Regions from separate parts of the Sus scrofa genome. Here region 1 is linked to region 2. The links are chromatin contacts, called in public Hi-C maps. All regions are on one chromosome and are shown on one strand. The core of a region is the stretch at or near the end of the contact, and the rest is flanking DNA. Distances in the headings are between cores, read along the strand shown. Region 1 has its middle 55 kb from the start of DSG1. Region 2 holds the start of DSC2 (desmocollin-2).

Region 1 (3,045 bases), core at 148-2,647, 160 kb after region 2:
ATTTCCTCCAGTGTACCTCTTGGTATTCAGATGTGCTTTAAGCATATTTTCTGAACCCAGAAGCTCCAAACTCTTGACAAGGTACAATAGGACCAGATCTTCTTCCCCTACTAAAGTTCTAAAGATTTGTGCTCAACCAGACTTCTGCCCCCCTTTCCCCAAACCCCTGTTAAATGGATTCTGCTGAGGCTGAGGAACAGTAAAACCCAAAGCGACACATAACTTTAAGAGATTGCCCAGGAGTTCTCGTTGTGGAGCAGTGGTTAACGAATCCGACTAGGAACCATGAGGTTGCGGTTCGGTCCCTGGCCTTGCTCAGTGAGTTAACAATCCGGCATTGCCGTGAGCTGTGGTGTAGGTTGCAGACGTGGCTCGGATCCCGCGTTGCTGTGGCTCTGGCGTAGGCCGATGGCTACAGCTCCGATGCGACCCCTAGCCTGGGAATCTCCATATGCCGCGGAAGCAGCCCAAAGAAATGGCAAAAAGACAAAAAAAAAAAAAAAAAAAAAAAAAGAGAGATTGCCCAGACAAGAAGAAGAATTTCCAAGGCATCTGTGGATTTTCTAGGATTTTAGAGACTTTCAATTCTCAAGTTTCAATGTAAGAGTGCTGGCAACAATTCTGAATGAGTAACAGAAAGGATGGCTGTACATGCCCAAAGCTAGAGGGGAGGAAGTTTATGCTCTCTTATGGCACCGTGTATCTACTGGAGTCAGGAAAGAAGACTGTGGTTTCTTAGTTCGAATTTATATCTATACATCTAATAAATGTTTTCCCAAGAAGGTTTAAAAGCTTTCTTTCACATTTTAAAAGACTGAATATCTTTTTCTACTAAATTATTCTTTTTTTTTTTTTTTGTCTTTTTGCCATTTCTTGGGCCGCTCTCGCGGCATATGGAGGTTCCCAGGCTAGGGGTCGAATCAGAGCTGTAGCCACTGGCCTACGGCCAGAGCCACAGCAACGCGGGATCCGAGCCACGTCTGCAACCTACACCACAGCTCACGGCAACGCCGGATCGTTAACCCACTGAGCAAGGGCAGGGACCGAACCTGCAACCTCAGGGTTGCTAGTCGGATTCGTTAACCACTGCGCCACGACAGGAACTCCTACTAAATTATTCTTAAACTAGGACTTTTGGAAATCTGTATATAGAATAGAAATAGAAGATTGTTTGAAGCAAATAATGTTTTAGCACACATTTCTGTTTTTCTATTTCATCACAGTTGTTATTTTTATTTCATTTTATTTTGTCTTTTTAGGGCTGCACCTGTGGTATATGGAAATTCCCAGGCTAGGGGGCAAATCGGAGCTGTAGCCACCAGCCACAGCCACATCCACAGCAACACCAGATCCGGGCAGTGTCTGTGACCTACACTACAGCTCATGCCAACGTCGGATCATTAACGCATTGAGCAAGGCCCGTGTCCTCATGGATAATAGTCAGGTTTGTTGCACTTAGCCACGATGGGAATTCCTTTATTTTATTTATTCTTTTAAAATGAGAGTTGCAAGGATCCAACCTGTACCACACAGGAGCAACCAGAGGCACAGCAGTGAGGAAGCAGGAGCCTCAACTCCCTAGGCCATCAGAAAACTCCTATAGTTGTTATTTACAAAGCAAACTGCACCTCCTTAACATTTCTCACTCTGAAAAACAGATCTGCATTCTTCTCTTATCAGAGGCTGGTCCCTTCCACTGGACTTAAAGTTCAACTAGTCACTCACAGTTGTTTTAATTATTTAACAAGCTTTGCTTTCTCTGGGCAAAAGAATGCACATTGAGATGTGCTGAGAACACATTTTATTCATCTGCATATGGATGTTTTATATTTATAAACACATGTAATTATAAGCAGTTCACAGCCTATTTAAGTTACTTGCAAGTGGATGAAGCAACTGCCTGCGTACTACCTTACGGTTTTAAAGAGTATGATCAACTGGAAATGGGACTCTGGGCTTCTTTCCTTTGTTTATAAAACAGAAGATTCTCTTATAAGTAAAAAATTAAATGAAAATATTTAAATTGTCTTAAAAACTAAACTAACTATCTTTGCACATTTGGGGTGGGTGTGTGTGTGTGTGTGTTTGTGTGTCTGAATGCACGCACACTTGCATGCACATATACACATGTTCTATGTGCTTAGAAAGTATTGACACTCACAAAGGATAACTGGCCAAAGGAAAAAAAGTGCGATCCTTAAATTGACGTAATCAGTTAAGTAAAGTTTAAAGGTCAGTTGTAGACTATGTACAAAACAAGGCTACCAGATCATTTGTTTTCTACAACTAACCGAATATAATGTAGAAGATGACAATAGACACATTCGTTATGAGATTTCTAGTGCTAGACACTGCTAAGAATGTCACATTCCTTTTCGCATTTAATCTTCACAAAAGCAGAAGCAGGTAATAATAGTCCCCTCATTTTATAGATGAGAAATCAAGGTCTAGAGAATTTATGTAACTTCCCCAAGGTTTCACAATAATTAAGTGAAGAAGCCAAAATTCAAATCGGGAGCTTGATCCCATGCCCTGCTCCCCTTTATCTTCCACCAAGTCAATAGACTCCATTTCCTTTTTGATCATCTCCTAAGTGAAGGGCTAAATTGTTACGTATAAGTAAATTTCCTAAGTGTCTTAGTTGACATGAAATAAATACTTAACCCACTTAAGAGCAATGTGATCATAAATTCTAATAAAGTAGGTCATAATAACTGGAATAAAAATCTGGCATAGGCCAATTAAATAGTTTTGTTTTTACATGTTGAGCAAATAGTGACTTTCATGTAAATATCACAGAAACTCCACGGAAAAAGTATTTATTCAGTTTTACAAATGAGCATACTTGGGTTCAGAGATAAAATAGTTCTCACTGAAAATCATAATAGCTGCCTATAACCAGACAGTTACAGAGCTCATTCAAATAGAGGATCGCAACAGAATTCGTGGAAAGAAAAATGCAAATGGCCAAAAAAAAAAAATAAAATTAACATCAACTTAATTAATATCAGAGAGATTAACATTTAAAGCACTTATCTAAAACTT
Region 2 (2,971 bases), core at 45-2,544:
AGAAAAAAAAACTAGAACCAGAGGGCGGGGAGGTGGGGTGGGAGAGAAGAATCCAGAGACCCCCGGGGCAAGAGATCCGGACGACCATTTCCCCAAAAATAAAAGGAGAAAGAAACCTCACAAGCTGACGAACAATAGGAAAGGTACAAAGGACCACCTAAGGCCCTCCTATCTGCTTTCTTCACCCGCCGAGGGTCGAGACTGCACCCTTCCCCCAATTCTTTACTCCCCCCCACCCCCACCCCCACTTTAAGATCAACCCCCAGAAAGGTGCCCAGTCCTCTCTTTCCTCTCTGTCCCTCAAGAATCTGCGCTTTCGGTCGCTCGCCTTGTCCGCAGCCAGAACCAGCACTGAGGGGGACAGACTGCCCGGCTCCTGGTGGTGCGCGAGACGTGGAGAAGCAGCGCGGGCGCGCGGCGTTCTCTAGCTCGTACCCAGCGGCCAAGGTTTTCGAAGGGCGTTTGCCGTCGCTGCCTCCTCTGCCTGCGCTGATTACATCTGCCGGAGACACCCTTCTCTCTTGCGGGATCGGGGCGCCCAGGTCGCCCTCCTCTTTCTGACTGCCCTCCCCCATCCCAGACAACTGCATTTTTCCAGCCAGCCCCAGGCCCCCGACCCCCTGCCTGGCCCGCCACCCCCACGGACCCCTGCTCCCAGACTTTCCCCTTCTCCCCCATCGCGGGACCGCGCGCCGTCCCGTGAGCCGGCTCACCGAGAGGGTCAGCAGGAGTTGTCGGCAGAGGGCTCCGCTCAGGCAGCCCGTGGATCGGGCTGGCGCCATCGGAGGACTCGGGGGCAGGTCGCCGGCCGGGGCACTTAGAGGCCGGGGTGGGAGGGCGCGGCGGAGTGAAGGGCCGCGACCGGGGCGCAGGCTGGGCCGGCCGCGCCTGAGTGCGAGGCAGAAAAGGCGGCGCGCGGAGGGAGCTGCTTTTCTTCTCGGTTTTTCTGAAGCTCCTGCCTCTCAGCCCAGGGGCTTTTCCTCTGACCGAGGGTGGGGTTACAGGCGCGTCCGAAAGACACCGATCGGCCCCTCCTTGGTATTTCCTTAAGTCTTCATTTCTGGAAGAACGGCAACAGGTGGGAACTCCCTCTGGCCGCCACCCTTTTACCTGCGCTTAGGTGTTTCTCACGGGCGGACGCCACCTATATGCCCCATCTCCCCCCCCCGCCCCGGTGTCCGCCTGGAGGATTAACAGCTGGCCCTGCCCAGCAGAAGCCCTGACTGTACAAAGACTCACTCCCCGAGCGCGCTGGGCCGCAGGAGGGGGCGCGGACCCGGGCGCGCTCCCGGCTGCGACTCCGCCCAGAGCGCTGGGGTCATTTTGAGAAGCGCAGAGGCCGCCGGGGAGCTGGAGAGGTAGCGTTTTGTGTCACAGCTGTTCAAGGGTTGACTCCAGCGAGATTGTTTTATACCTTTTTTGCTGGACTACTGCAGACATCCAAGTGCAGTTCAGACAGGGTTTTCATCTGTGCCACACCTTTTGGGAGTCTTATTTGGTTGTGGGTTTGATTTTGCCTTTTATTTTTTATTTTTATTTTAATTATGTTGTCTTTTTGCCTTTTCTGGGGCCGCTCCCGGGGCATATGGAGGTTCCCAGGCTAGGGGTCCAATCGGAGCTGTAGCCATCGGCCTACGCCAGAGCCACAGCAACGCGGGATCCGAGCCGCGTCTGCAACCTGCACCACAGCTTACAGGCAACGCCGGATCCTTAACCCACTGAGCAAGGGCAGGGATCGAACCCGCAACCTCATGGTTCCCAGTCGGATTCGCTAACCACTGCACCATGACCGGAACTCCTGATTTTGTCTTTAAAAAAAAAAAAAAAAAAAGAAAAAAATTTCATGGTCAGCATGGCAGTGATACAAGAACATTAGTTAATTAATTAATTAATCAGTTGATAAGGGAATCTAGGCATCAAGAGTGACTTACTCCAGAAAATACATCTTTCGAGTTCCTAGGCGTTGGCTAAATGTGACCTACTGATTTTCCTCAAGACTTTTGCTTGTCACAATGAAGCCAACCTGCTGACCTTATAACTTAACCTACTAAATTGGACTCAGACTAGCAGAGATTTCTCTCTTCCTTTCTCACCACCAAAACCAGAGCTTGAGGTAAGAAAAGGAAAAGAATAGGATGAAATGTATGGTTTGGTTTGAAGTATACTTAAACTAACTGAATTATAGCAGTGCTTAACCTGAAAGATTAAAATATAAAAGCAGTATGCTTTGCAGCTCTTCAGAAAGCAGTGACGGGGAATTCTGACTCATCCTCCTGCACCTCTTTTCAATTACTGGTTTAAATCGGGGAAGTCTGACCACAAAGGAGAAACTTGTCTGTTCCATCTCTTTTGGTTTGATTCCACAAGGATGTGTGGAGAAACCTGTTTGAAAAGCCATCCATGATGCTCACATTTCAGCTCTTGAAAACATGTACATCCTAATTCCGTTCTACCAAAATTTTTTCATCATTGACCAGGTACTTAAATTCCAAAGCATTGTCACACAGTGCCTACTTTACATTCTATGTTTTAGTCCCTTGCTCTATTTTATTATTACATGACACATAATGAGTTGTTCCGTTGTCTCCATACTTATAAAATTCATCATCGAACCTTTGCTTGTGAAATAAGCCTGGGTCATCAGCATGAGACTGTGGTTGACATCCTTCTGTTTCCATATTTTTTAACCCTCTTGTTTTTCCAGCAGTGATGTCATGAACACACCTCATCCTATTAATGATGAGATGATCCCGTGATCTCTAGCATGCAGCTTTCCAGGGGAAGAGAAGCAAGCTAGTTTCAGGTTTGAGAAATCTATTCATGCGCCATCACCATCCTTGACAATAGGACGTTTCTAAACTCTTGCTTACCTTAGCCTTTAATGCCTAAGGATGGCTCATGCTTTTCCACAATCCAGAAAAGGGGAGAAGAGCAATTTGAAAAGAATTCTCCTTAGGTATTTAGTTTCATC

Evidence for each region. Hi-C and Micro-C count contacts between places; a contact is called where the count stands out from the background.
Region 1: a contact with region 2 is called in a Hi-C map of liver, with 9 times the contacts expected there. The contact joins the enhancer-like site here to the promoter of DSC2 in region 2. A contact is called at or near these places in 1 of 5 promoter capture datasets (liver), 6 of 47 Hi-C or Micro-C datasets (epiblast stem cells, heart right ventricle, liver and 1 more) and 1 of 2 datasets of contacts at active chromatin or transcription factors (alveolar macrophages).

Annotation. Positions count from the first base shown.
Region 1 is chr6:115,181,019-115,184,063 of Sscrofa11.1, forward strand. No RefSeq gene overlaps it. Among named protein-coding and RNA genes, the nearest start is that of DSG1, 55 kb to the right of the region's middle. Within about 2 kb of position 1,398, at least 9 of the 83 cell types and tissues checked have an H3K27ac peak or open chromatin away from gene starts, as enhancers often do. A contact at or near this core is called in liver, where this site is marked.
Region 2 is chr6:115,020,038-115,023,008 of Sscrofa11.1, forward strand. It overlaps DSC2 (desmocollin-2), which reads right to left and starts at 1,295. Exons shown (of 17, transcript XM_021096210.1): 1 at 714-1,295. The coding sequence starts at 782.